Linked DNA regions of Mus musculus: region 2 is linked to region 1. Evidence: chromatin contacts called from public HiChIP or PLAC-seq data. All regions are on one chromosome and are shown on one strand. Each heading gives the region's core, a stretch centred on a gene start, on an enhancer-like site or on the middle of the called end of the contact. The rest is flanking DNA. Distances are from core to core; before and after follow the strand shown.

The links. HiChIP or PLAC-seq counts read pairs in DNA pulled down with a chosen protein or histone mark.
Region 2: a FOXA1 HiChIP or PLAC-seq map of pancreatic cancer cells shows a contact between it and region 1. The contact joins two enhancer-like sites. A contact is called at or near these places in 2 of 115 datasets of contacts at active chromatin or transcription factors (astrocytes and pancreatic cancer cells).

Annotation. Positions count from the first base shown.
Region 1 is chrX:19,158,360-19,165,543 of GRCm38.p6, reverse strand. Gm14636 (predicted gene 14636) reads left to right here. Exons shown (of 5, transcript NR_168020.1): 5 at 6,615-7,184. Among named protein-coding and RNA genes, the nearest start is that of Mir222, 15 kb to the right of the region's middle. Within about 2 kb of position 2,398, at least 70 of the 459 cell types and tissues checked have an H3K27ac peak or open chromatin away from gene starts, as enhancers often do. A contact at or near this core is called in pancreatic cancer cells, where this site is marked.
Region 2 is chrX:19,903,031-19,910,070 of GRCm38.p6, reverse strand. No RefSeq gene overlaps it. Among named protein-coding and RNA genes, the nearest start is that of Gm23678, 140 kb to the right of the region's middle. Within about 2 kb of position 5,405, at least 72 of the 459 cell types and tissues checked have an H3K27ac peak or open chromatin away from gene starts, as enhancers often do. A contact at or near this core is called in pancreatic cancer cells, where this site is marked.

The sequences.
Region 1 (7,184 bases), core at 1,149-3,648:
TGCCCCCTTAACGCACACGCTTTAAGGGTTTGAAGATCATTTTTCTTAGGCTAATAGCTCCCAAGACTTCAGTTTCAATGAAAAGACAAGCATGGCTGTGACATGCAGATCTAGCTGCAAATTTGGGCGAATGTCACATGTCATTTGGCTTAATTAAGGTGTGCCCTCCTGACACACATAAATTTATAGGTTTGAGAAGGAGACAGAAAAATTTTGAGAAAGCATGATAGTAATTTTAGCTGATTTTTATCCTGCTGTTAGTGTATCTTCAGTAACTAATAATTATTTTCACCTCTGTATTTCATCTAAATGCTTGGATAAAAAACACGGTAATTTAATATTGAGCTAAATACATGCAGGATAGGAAAAAGACTATATAAAAATTTCAGATGTTCTTCAACATTTAGAAGCCACTGCCTTGAGTGATTAAAAATAGGATATAATATAAATTGAAATAGTAAATGCTAAAAAGTGAGTCCCAGAAAAACTTCATCTTTAAAATTTAGTTTGTCATTCTTTGTTCTGAGTTTCTTATTTTTAAATGTACATCTAAAAGCATTGCTATGAATTATCTCCCAGAGTTACTAAAGGCATTGCTATTTTGGCATGTTTGGTCTTTGTGGATTTTCAAAACAACAAAGTGAAAGGAAGCCATTTGAGAGACATATCTCAATCATTTCTACCCAGTATTTGATAAGTGTACTGTACACCTTCAAAATTTGATGTGTGTGTGTGTGTGTGTGTGTGTGTGTGTGTGTGTGTGTGTGTAGGTGTGTGTCTAAGCTTACTTTGAAGGTGGGTCTTAAATCAACAACAGCTATTTGTTAGAACCCAGATAAGACTTGGAATGTAGTTCTCTGGCAACCGAGTAGTTAGGCATTGAAATGTAGCTTTAAGGATTCAGTTCATAAATGGCATTCAGATCTCCTGCTACAGTGTCATTGAGTAGAAGGATAACAAGAATGGGTAAACCATGAAGAATTATAATGATCTCCATTTTTCAGGTCTTCTTGACTTGCTTTTGTATACAGGATCACCATGGAAGTGGGAAGCATAGGCCTTGAAGGAAGCCATACTTTAGTACAAAATTAGTATGTGAAAAATTGGGAGAGATAAGTACCAACATATGGAGTAATGAGTAAACGTCAGCTCAGCTTCCACAAGGCTCTGCACACCGTTTATCCGGGGCTGACCAGCCATGAGAAGAACATCTTGAACCAATTATTGTAGGCTCTTGAAGAGCTGCAAATATTTCCTTCAAATGCAATGTGGAGAGAATTCCTTTGGTAGTAGCAGAATGGCTTACCAGTTTGCTATAGCATTTATTTCTATCCCCGCTCCCCCTAAGAACAACTACAGAGGCTTCGGTGTTCTTATGAGACACATGCTTTCCAAACAACTGTTCATTTGCCATTTCCTAGTTTTGTCTTCTTTTTCCTATGGAATAAATAGGAGTGTATTAAGCAGTCATAAGCCCTAAGCATTTTATCTTACATTCAAAAATTACTTTTAACATTCTTTAAAAAGAGACTAAGAGGTGTTTATGGAATGAATTGGCAGGCTGATAACCTAGGAAACACCGTATCAGAGCAAGAAAATGTTTAGACTAATATGTACCATAGATTAAGTATGCACGCTTGCATTTTCCATGCCTGAAGGTATTTTCTATTTCACAATGGTTTTAGCAATTTATTTTGTCACTTGTACCTTGAGAATTAGTGAAAAAAAGATTTCAGTTGAAGTTATTCCTTACTTCATAAGTAGAAACCTGGCAATTCTTCTAAAGTCCAAATGATTCTGAAAAGTTAGAAAAATGTTCATGTCACAAAATGATGGAAAGTTCTGACCTGAGCTTAAATGAGTCCACTTGCAGTCTTTATTTAGCTCACTAAGCCTATACATTTTATCAGAGAAATATTCATGTACTTGATTCTGGAATACAGCACCAACTCTCCCTAGAGTTATGTATGTATGTATGTATGTATGTATGTATGTATGTATATATGTATGTATGTATATTAAATAATCACCCTCCTTATAAACATTTATAATAGCATGAGTGTTGGAGTGCCAGATAAGGCTTTTTGACTCTTGAATTAACATTCATTGAACTCATGATATGTGTTAGATATTTTTCTAAATATATCCCTGACATCTATTTCAGTGCCAACCAATTCCTGATAGTTACCCAGGACATAGGTCTTAATATATAATGCTTTACATGTACTAACTGTAAACCCAGTATGATTGTTACTTCTTTTTACTGTAGAGAAAGCAGTACACAGAGAAGTGAAACTAATTGCCCAAAATGACATAGGAAGGAAATAATGGAGCCAGGATTTGCAAGCACTGAAACTAGGCTGAGTCAAAGGGGTGTGTCAACTGCTTTCTGCATTCCTGCTTACCCTATGCCTAGTGTCATGCGAAGGTGATAGTGATATCACCACTCTGGTCATTAACAGGGTCCATTCCTCCTCTGTGTGAAATGTTTGTTCACAGGTTTGTGGTGGAATGGACTATGGGAGTTTCAGGGATCCAAGCTCCTTCTTGATGAGTCAACCTGGCTTTATTAATTGAGAAAAATTAAGACAAAAGAAATAACATTTTGTTTTCAACTCCAAAGTAATTTTTGTATACAATTACAAAAAGTCCTTTCATATTTATTTTCTGGAACTTTATACCCAGACAGGTCTATGCTGTTAAGGGAGAAAGGGACACCTTAGAGGGAGTGACACTTTGACACAGGAGTCATGCTGGGCACAGTAAGTGCCTTTGGGAAACCAGGCAGCCCAGGAAATTGAACTGCATTATTGAATCTAGAAAAGGAGACTTCTAACCATGCTTCTCAAAAAAAGAAAAGAAAAGATGTATAAGATGGCTCTCTTGTCCCTATGTTTCTAATCATTAAAAATAAGTTCTTTCTAAACTTCCCAGTTTATGTCCCTGATCCTCCTTCCCTGCTTAGTGATTCAGCAGTTACTTCCTGTTGGCATGTTGTGCAGTTTATGTCCTTGCTTGCCATTTTAGTCAACCACTTCTGTTATTGTTGGCCTTGAACACACTTAAAGATTTCTGGATCTATATTTTGATCTCTGTCTTCAACTTAATTTCCTTATGTTCATTTCAAAATGCTATTGACAAGAAAAAATGTTGGTGACTATTTTTTTTTTTACTGTTACATACTTTTTTTTTTTGTAGTAATAGTTTTGAAAACTTATTTCTCCTAAACAAACTGTTTAGGTTACATGGTCGAAATTTGGAGGATAGGTGTTTTTATTCAGATGAAAAGACCTAACCAGTTTTGAATGTAGTTACTGTATATATCATTTATTCCATTTATTTTCTTGATATCAGGAAGAATAAGAGTTAAAGAGGGTATGCAAAGTAATTCCATTTTGTTAACTACTTTCAAAGATGAGTAGCTGAATTAGAACATATATTTCATCTAAAATGTCTTATACTTATCTAGTAAACTACCCTGATTTTTTTGAAAAAAAAAAAAGATCAATATAAAACAATTGCTATACAGACTATATATTTAAAATGTCAGTAATTTAATCTTAGCATCTGCTAGCTCAGCTTCTTAGGGTTCTAAGCTGTAACTTCTTCTCTTACTTACTCCCCATTTACTATACATTTATTATACACTCTAAAGTATTTAGGCAAATTTAAGATATAAAGCATAGTACACGTGCTGTTAACTGTAAACTATGTTATGTAAATACACTCCTACTGCTCATTTCCTTTAGTTTTTCTGAAGGAACACATTTGATGCATACAAAAGTTGAATTTGATAGCTTTGTAAGTCAGCATAAGAGTCAAAACATTTGCTTTTCTTGGCTATTGTAAATAGCTATTCTAAGTAGCACCTATTTTGTTTAAAATCACTTTAAAATATTAATCTAAATATAGTGATAACTCTATATGTAAAATGTAGCTCTTCTGAGGTACAGGGTGGAAATGTCTCTAATGAAGGCCAGGCTAAGGTTTCATTTTAAAGCATATCCCCTTATTTCCATGAAAAAAAAAATTGATTTCCTGAAGTAACTATGTGTTCTTCTCGAGACTTTGACCTTGCTTTTAATGTTATTGAGATTTTTCTGCTTTCAACATTTTTAAAAATGGATAAAATATTTTTTTAAAAAAGATAATCCATTGGTACCCCCCACAACACACACACACACAAAACACTAGAGTTCTTAACTAAGAAAATGGGTAGCCATGCTTTGCTGCTTGCATTCATAGTTCTGAATACCTGCATACAAAATCATCTCCAAATCTGAACTATTTATTTTGTAAGAGGCCCAGGCTTGTGGAACAAGTGTGCTTGTGTTTTCAGTTTACTTTGCCCCTTGGTAGTCGAATGAGTCTGTTAGTTTCTCTAAATCACAGAGCCTGGATAGTGAGTTATGTCACCTTATACTTGGACCTGCATAAAAAGTACATTAGGGAACCTGGAGTAATGGTTCTCTAGTCACTTGTATTCTGCAAACACTTTCAGCTTAGTTCCAGGTCTATGTGTTTGTGGTAAAATGTATATGACTGTTGGCATAGCAGATTAACTAAAATAACAAAAAAGAAAAAAGAAAAAAATTGACTACCATTCATTGTACATTTAGTGTGTTTTGGGTAGCTGCTATTGTAGGTAGTCAAATGACATTGATCTGTGGGATCCTCATATCAAGCTGTTGGTACTATTGTTTTGTGTCTATTTCATAGATAAGAGTCCTAAAGCACAGAGAAACAGAGGGACTTACTTTGGGCCACTTGTCTGTTGTAGAAACAAAATCTGAATCCAAATAGGCTGTTGGCAGAACAGATGGGAGTAATTTGGGTCCAAAGGCAGAGTAAAAGTTGGCTGAAGCCAAAAGTTTCAGTAGTGATCATCTCAATTCTGTTGTAGAAAGTGTAACATCTTACAGACCCGGGCATGTCAATACTTAAATACACATTTGACTTTTTCTGCTTCTTATTTCACAAATCAGTGGGAACCGTCTTAGTCACTGGTATTTTATGAGTTTGAATTAGGCCACTGAAATCCAGGAGGGGGAATTCCTTGTTTTCAGTTGATCTAAAGCACTAATGAATTTACTCATCTAACTTCCCCTATTTTTTCCTCTCAAGTTTTCACTTGAAGGTGGGGGTGGAGGGAAGAAGTATATGAGCACTTCAATCGTTGGGTGAACTTTTGGCAGAAAGGTACAGGGAGTAGGGGATCTGTATTTATGAATATATGTTTATGAATATATGTTTCCTTTGCCTCCATCTAGTTCTGAAGGCTTTCTATAGGAACAGCTTAGAAGCAACCACCAGTGCCCATGAAAAAACAAAACTTTCTGTTTGTTCCAGGAGTTTAGTTTCATATTATGGAAATGCAGCTGGAAGGTTGATAACTTCCTCTCTCTGTAAATGCTAAGAATTCAGTGTAGAAGGCAGGTGAAGGCAGCCCACCCAAGGCCATGGATTTAAAGGACTTGGAAATCTCTAAAATGTTTCATTGTTCTTGAACTGATCCTACCTCTAAGAGGACATGCTAATAAGGCTTCCCTTCATTCCATCATTTTTTCTGTTCATTCATTCATCCTTATTTTCTCTTATTCAAGCTCTTCCTGGAGACAGAAGAAAGACAGAAAGAAAGGGATCGACTAATAGTCTATAAAATGGGGTTGGAGAGAGGAGTAGCTGTAAGCTATAAACTTACTTTGTCCCTTTTCCCTCAGTAAAGGTTTTTTGTTTGATACTTGTCATTCGGGAGCCACTATACCTCTCACAGACAGACACACAATATTTAAACATTTTCTGTCAATCAGATTCCTTGCTTAAATGGAGAAAAAAAGACTTGTGAGGGAAATCTATGCAGCAAAAATGGCTGGATGGATACACTGACTTCCTTCTTTTATGGCTAAATTATAAATATGATTTCATACCACTTAAACTTTCAAATCATTTCTATACAGAAAAGTAAATGTTAACAGAAGCCTCCCTAAAGATATCTTTAGAAAATAGTTTAAATAAAAAGAATTCTCAGAAGAAAGAGAACTGCAATGGACACATGAAGATGGATTATTTAGGAATCTGCTTTCCATAGTAAAATGCTTCTAGAAGGTAGGCGGTAGTTACTAACTAGAAGAAGAGGGATATTTCCAAGGATATGTGTGATAGGTAATCTAAAGAGGCAAACCCCCATTACACTGTATAAACCCAGGGTGGGTACAAATTGTAGGAGGCTTTCCTTTGGTAAAGTGATGGTTTCATGATTCTAGTTATGATGATTATTATGAAGCTTCTAGTAAACAAAGACAAAGGAGCTCAATGTAGGTAGTTCTTCCTCTCCTGTGTATTCAGAGAGGTGAAGAGCTTGACTATTTAATGGTGCCATGTTTTTAGTTATGTTTACCTGTAATTCTCTTCTCATGCAGCATGTCTTTGAGCATTTTGTTTATAACTTGAATCAGCTTAGGTTTTTCATTATGTTCTATATTCAGTTCTCTCTAATATATATATATATATATATATATATATATGTGTGTGTGTGTGTGTGTGTGTGTGTGTGTGTGTGTGTGTGTGTATTTAAACATATGTATTTAAACATAATTATGTTTCTCACAATTTAGGAATTGTTAAAGCATACTGACTACAACTGGAGACAAAAATGGAACCTAAGAAAATAAAATCACTTGGGAAGGATGTGAATTCATATATCTTTTCTCTTAAAGTTGTTTTGAAAAGTAAGTACTTGCCATTCCTAATTGTTTTTGTTTTGCTTTTTTTTTTTGTAATCTGATACTGAAAGCGTTGATTTGTGCATAAAGTATATATAGTTACTGCCATCTGGGAGTTTGCATTTTAAGTGACATGGCATGGGTAAGAACAGACATAAAACATATACACACCATTATATAGACAACTAGACTAGATCTAGCCTGACAACAAATGGAGCTTGATATTCATAGATCTTACCTGAGTGGATGTTATTTCATGATATCTGAACCCTTGTCCAAACTCTATATCATCTGGCCTGACTAGCTAGTGATGTATTCCTGTTAACCTTTATATTCTTGTTTAGCAAGAGTCCCATCTGCATAAAAGAGTTACTTCTTTTGTCATTTTGGTTTGGTTCAGCTGGGAGGGATAGCATCATTGCTTCAGGCTGAAATGGACTAATCTGTTTCACTTGTGGGTAA
Region 2 (7,040 bases), core at 4,156-6,655, 740 kb before region 1:
ACAAAAAGCAAGAGGCTCTCATGGCTTTTGTCCATAAAACCTGCCACCTACCAAGAGCTTCTATTGTTTGATAGCAGTGTATGAAGTGTCCTGTCATGCATTCTTGTCCACTAGTTAAATACTCCTCCATTGTTGGTGGGATTACAAGCTTGTACAACCACTCTGGAAATCAGTCTGGTGGTTCCTCAGAAAATTGGACATAGTACAACCAGAAGATCCAGCAATACCTCTCCTGGGAATAAACCCAGAAGATGCTCCAACTTGTAATAAGGACACATGCTCCACTATGTTCATAGCAGCCTTATTTATAATATCCAGAAGCTGAAAAGAACCCAGAAGTCCTTCAACAGAGGAATGGATACAGAAAATGTGGTATATTTTCACAATAGAGTACAATTCAGCAATTAAAAACAATGAATTTATGAAATTCTTAGGCAAATGGATGCATCTGGAGGATATCATCCTGAGTGAGTTAACCCAATCACAAAAGAACTCACATGATATGCACTCACTGATAAGTAGATACTAGCCCAGAAACTTCGAATAACCAAGATACAATTTGCAAAACACATGAAACTCAAGAAGAAAGAAGACCAAAGTGTGGATACTTCATTCCTTCTTAGAATGGGGGACAAAATACCCATGGAAGGAGTTATAGAGACAAAGTTCAGAGCTGAGATGGAAGGAAGGATCATTCAGAGACTGCCTGACCCGGACCCATCCCATATACAACCACCAAACCTAGTCACTATTGCATAAGCCAGAAAGATTTTGCTGACAGGATCCTGATATAGCTCTCTCTTATGAGGATATGCCAGTGTCTGGCAAATATAGAAGTGGATGCTCACAGTCATCTATTGGCTGGAACACAGGGCCCCTAATAAAGGAGCTAGAGAAAGTACCCAAGGAGCTAAAGGTGTCTGCAACCCTATAGGAGGAACAACAATATGAACTAACTAGTACCCCCCAGAGCTGTGTCTCTAATTGCATATGTAGCAGAGTTTGGCCTAGTAGGCCATCAATGGGAGGAGAGGCCCTTGGTCTTGTGAAGATCATATGCCCCAGTACAGGGGAATGCCAGGGCCAGGAATTGGGAATGGGTGGGTTGGGGAGCAGGGTTGGGGGATAGCATTTGAAATGTAATTCAAGAAAATATCTAATAAGAAATACCTGGTTTACAAAAAAGTCACCAACAACTTTGAAGATAATTGAGTGACAGAAAGAATGAAGCAGCATATTTTTGGTGCTAAAACATCACTCTTCTAACTCATGATTGGATGTGATTTGGTGTGACAGGGAAGTAAAGAAAAGGCTAACAGTTTGCAAGCTTGGACTTCAGCTTGGAATCAACCAGTTTGTCAAGCCTACCTTAAGGCTGCTCCTTACCTCTCCCCAACCAGACTAAGGCCATGAGACTCCAGTGGTCCAGGTTTAGAGACCTTCTGAAGTGTCTGAAAATCGTCTATCACTTAGAACACAAACACTTGGGCGAAAAATTAAAATGCGAATGAGACGCACAAATTTGTATGTTCAATTACAAGTAACTGATAGGTAAGCATGCCTAGAAAAAGTCTATGCTTAGTGACAAGAAACTATAACCCTTTGTGACTCTGGAGCCTAGAGCTGCTAAAATTCCTCTTGGCTAGACCTACTTTCTCCCATGTACTATCTCTTTTTCTAACAAACTGCCCCTGATTCAGCTGCAGCTGTGTGTCTCTGTTCAACTTTTTGTTCATGGACTCATAAACTTGGAATCCCTCTGTGTATGGCTGTCAAGGCTGGATTTCAGCTGCTATCAATTTTGCCCTCAGTTAAAAAAGTATGAATATGGGTCTGGGGTGTGTGTGGATAGGTGGATGGACCAGATACTTCTCTTTTATCCCCATTTAAAAAGTGAAAGTCATGGTGTATGATTCTAGCACTCAGGAGGCAGAAGTAGCAGGAGGATCTCTGAGTTCAATGCCAGCCTGATTTGCATAGTGTGTTCTAGACCAGCTAGAAATACATAGTGAGACTGTGTCTCAAATCTCAAAAAAAAAAAAAAAAAAGTGGTTTAAATGAGAATGGCCCCCAGAGGCTCATAGATTTGAATGCTTGGTCACCAGGAAGTGGCATTACTTGAGAAGTAATAGCCTTGTTGGAGGAAGTGTATCACTGGAGTTCGGTTTGGAGTTTCAAATGCCAGGCCTAGTGTCTCTTTGTCTTCCTACTATCTGCAGATCCAGATGGAAAACTCTCAGCTGGTTCTCTAGCACTATGTCCCTCTTCATGCCACCAATTAAATGCTTCCTTTTATTAGAGTTGCTGTGGTACTGGTGTCTCTTTACATCAATAGAACACTGACCAAGATAAATATAGTCTATTAACTAATTAAAATTTAAAAAACAGGCAATCTATGCTTCAATGAAAACCTGCATATACTTCCACGTGTTATCTGATGGTGCATACCCTGTCTTGCCTTGTTCAGCTAACTCTCTTCTCCCATGGAGCATAGGGGAACAGAAAACAGTTTGCATCCATTTACAACTCACTTCAACATTTCCACTTTCCCTGTCAATGAGGGCTGGTTATTAAAAACAACAATAATCAAAATCATTATAACAGCTGCCCAGTTCCCTCAATTATAAGAGCAACATAGAATTTCCACATGTTCCTGTTTATACCTCAGGAGGGTCATGATTTTTCCTTTGCTTGGAAATGGTCTTCAAATACTCTTGTAATACTGATTTCTTTAGTTGTAGAGCTGGTCTCTAGGAGATGGCCACTGAACATCTTCTCCTCTAAAAACTTTTGTGAGGATGCAGTGTAGTGAAAGCTTATTTTCCATGAATTAAGTAGGGTTCACTAGGTTACAGCTTTGTTTTAACCTTGTAAACTGGGTGGCCTCTGAAAGCTCCTTAGAACACTTCAAAGCAGGCCTTTTCAACATTTCTAAGTGCCCCACTCTCTTCTTTTTGTGATTGAATTCTTGCTGACCTTAGTCTTTCAGTGAAAAGAGGGTACCAAAAGGCTCTAACAAAACACCTGAGACCATTAGAGCAATCAAAAACCAAGGGGTCAAGATGAACTAATCCCTGGCAGAGGATTTACATAAATAAGTATTAACCTCTGGATGTGAATAAAAGAATAAAATGCAATCTTGGGGTCAGAACCTTGGTTCAAGGGCACTTACTAGGCCAAACAGGGCTTCTGTGCTATGCCAGGAATTCCAGGAATCCCACTGATCACTGAATGCTGGCAGGGCACAGGGGGGGGGGGGTTGGTTCAAGGAAGCTAACTGAAACTCAGCTCTGCCTAGTGGCTGGGTCTCAGCTCTCCCAAGCAGCAACCTACAGTGGAGAGCATGGGGGGAAAAAAACCCAGCAGGCAATCAACATACTTTGAAATAAGACTTTCTACAGTGGGAAAAATGTGTTCTGCTGACAATTAACTCGAATCTTAGTTTAGACAGCTTTGTTAAACAGAGAGGCTCACAGGGGCAAGTGAGGGGCAAGATCCAAGTCTTTTGAAAGGACCACTTTTTTGTTTTCCCTTGGAGTACTGCTTTGTAAAAGGCATCTGTCCCTAATATGTAGATCACTTGGCAAAGTACAGGAACTTCAGAGGGGGTGGCTGTTGCTGTTACAGTAAACTTTCTGTTCACAGAGATATTAACAGGGTCATAAGAAAATGTTATTCCTATAGTTGAAGGGACCAGCCAGATGTTATTACCAGGCTTTAAAAATAAACAGGCCAGGGGCTGGAGAGCAGGCTCAACACTAAGTTTAGCACTTCTTACTTTATCAGAGGATGAGAGTTCAGATCCTAGTGCTCACATCTGGTGTCTTACAAACATCTGTAACTCTAGCCCCACGGGATCTAATGCCCAGTTTCTAACCTTCAAAGGCACCTGCACACACATGTACACACACACACATATATAACACACATAAATTAAATAAGCCTTTGAAAGATTGCAGCTACCCTGATTGTGAATGGATGGTGGTGGTGCTGAAGTGAATTACAAATGAAGGAAAACTATGGTTTTTCTTCCCCCTGGAGAAGGAAGTCAGCTGACGCGAACAAGACAGAATTTGCTTACCTACCACTTGCCCAAAACTATGAGTTGTGAAGTAGCTTCATCAACCATGGAATCACAATCAGATAACACAGGAAGCAGGAGCTAGAAGCAATAAAGAATTTTCCATCGAAGTATGAATTGCCTCTACCCCAGGCAAGGCATTTTGTTTTTAAAAGAAGGCAGGAAGACAAGTACCCAGTGTACCTCTTTTCCTCTCACCCATCCCTGACAAAACACAGCCACATAGTTTGTTTGGTTGGTTTTAACATCTATAAAGAGTGCAGTGGGTTTTGAAATCTTTCCTCTAAAACAACCATACCCTTGTGGGTGGGTAGCTCCTTTGAGAAGAGAGGGTTGTAGACACTGCCTCTTTTGGACCTGTCTCTGAGCATTTGGCAGAACTCTTGCTGTAGAAAGGAAGCACTGCTAGAAGGATTGAGACTCCATAAGAGAGAAACCATACTCTTTGTCTGTTTGGGCTAATAAGTGTGTAACTATTGATGGCCATTCTGAATTCATTTGGGAAGGAGTCCTCTAATCGGCCCTGTGAATCAGATAAAACAGAGAGCAGGGGTATCCCCAGCTTTCCTACTTAAAGAGTGTGTGTTTCTGTGTCCTCAAAGGGTCTGTGGGGCTTCCTGGTTGTGATCAATTAGTTGTAAACACCACTACTCTCGGACCCTGTGGGGCTTCCTAAGAGGACCACTGTCTCTTGACAGTCTTCTAAAAGAAAAGATAGGAAGTGTGGGCTCTTTTGGTGAAGGCCATTCCTACTAGACACCAGTGGAGAGACTAAGAGGCATAGCAAAGTGACACTGGAGAATTCTTGGTCTTTGACTGAAATTTTAAATTTTGTAGCCTAAGAAATCTGCTTTAAAAATCATCTGTTTTCAAATTCAGGAACTTGTGTTCCAGGCTTATTTATTTAAAGACAAATAAAAGGCCAAAGTGGCACAGGACTTTATTAACACAAGCTTACATGCCTTCCTCAGCCTTGTCCCTGGGTTTTCCCCGCGAGCAGTGGGGCCACCTCAGGAAGTACACTGTGAGAGAATTTTAAAAGGCAACCCTGATTAGTGCCAAGAAAACTGGAGTGAGACAGGTATGGTGGTGGCAGAGTTCCATCTAAGTGCAAATAAGCAGCCTTCTGTTCTGCAAAGTGCAGGGTAGACTCTCACATGGAAACACTGCCTTCTGGAGTGATGTGGGCCCCTGGTATGTGGAAAGGAATTTACTTGGGTCCTCTTCAAGTTGGCAGGCAGGCCGGCATTCGGGTGTTGGTTAGTACACATTCCTTTCTGACTCATTACCCACTTGCCCAGGCCCCTCCTTCCTAGGGTGTGAGGCCCCTTTTCCAGCTTTCCCAGGGCTGGCATGGAGATTGATGGGATCTTGGCAGTCACCAAAGGAAAGCTGGATGTTCCCTTTGTACTTTTCCTTTTGTGACTGGTCTTTGGTTCTTGTTGCCAAGTTCTGTTAAGTGGGAACCACAGAGCAGCCACCAAAGCCCTTAGCTGTGATATGGGCATGTTCTGTTCTCAGTCCATATGTATTTACTAATCAGACAGTGAGATGGGGAACGAGATCCAAAATGTCAATTTGGCTTAAGTATGGTTATGAGCTAAATAAATGCTTTTAGGTCTAAGCCTTCTTTCTCTCTGTGAACGCACCAGGAGCACATACATTTGGCTTTATGAAGGTCACATAAACTTCCATTTGGAAATGTGCTGTCACAGTAGCATTATAGGCCCATTAGTGAAATGCTATTTCCTTCTTGTCAAGAAGTTGGAATATCTGGACTGGATGGAGACCTAACTTTTCATTTGGGGTGGGCCAATGACCGGGGAGCACCCTTAGGAAGGGGGAGGTTCACCACACTAAAGAGTTAGGCTGAATAGTTATCCCTTTCATGAGAAACTATAATCTTTCCTGTCCAGTGCAATTACTGGGCTGTAACCTTACAGCTTTCCAACTTCTCCGTTTTTTCCAATGTCATTTTAAAACATGCTTTCCTTAACATATTAGAGTTCATCAACATTTGAGGCTTCCTTATCTCTTTCTTCATAGCTCTCCCTCCCTACCATGTAGATAGTTGTCCATTATATGTCTGACATCTGTGCCGGCTTAAGCTTTTCTTTTTCTCCTCCTCCATTCTCCTCCTCTGAGCAGCTGCAGAGGTGTTACAGCTTGCCTGCTCTGAGGAATTCTTCTTCTAAACTGTAACACAATTTTCTTTACATCTCCAATTTTTTTTTTTAGTTTATCCTTAAATTTGTTTTTAATAATGATGTTAAGAACCTCAAGCGGGGAATGGGAACCCATTTCCCCTGTATCATCCAGCAGCCATGAATGACTCCAAAATTCTAGTAACAGGACCATCCCCTAGAAAGCAGATTCACCTAAGGCTATGCTAAATAGATGGGAGGAATAATTTTTCTTTTCATGAGATAATGTACTTTTTTTTCTTAGACCTACCCCACCCACCTCCTCGGTGGAATTGCTACAGTGGTTTTGTAAGGTTTACTTGCCTAAGTTGTAACATACTTCCTTCTTTCCTTCTTCCCTCTTCCTCCGCTTTTTCCCCTTCCTCCTCCTCATACCTCTTATGATTTCTTTCAGATGATTGCTAATGCAGAGGTGGGCTTTTCCAGACATTCTGGCCTTTCTCACTCTTTCCAGGCTATTACTTCTCTCCTGAGTCTGTTCTTAAATTTTTTTTTTTTATTAATGAGACCAAGAACCTGAAGAAGAGCACCTTAATTTCCTTGGCAGTATGTGGTATCCCATGTAGAGGTCTCCAAAATTTCCAGTAATATAACAGAGCCTCTCTGGCATACCAGGAAGAGAGCTACCCTGAAGACAGCTTTTAGAAACTGAGATGTCTCTTATCTGTTTAATTACTTTAGCAAACAGCTTTTAGTCACCTTCTCATAACTTATTCCCCCCAGAAGCACCAAGCTCCATTTCCTTCATCTAGCCT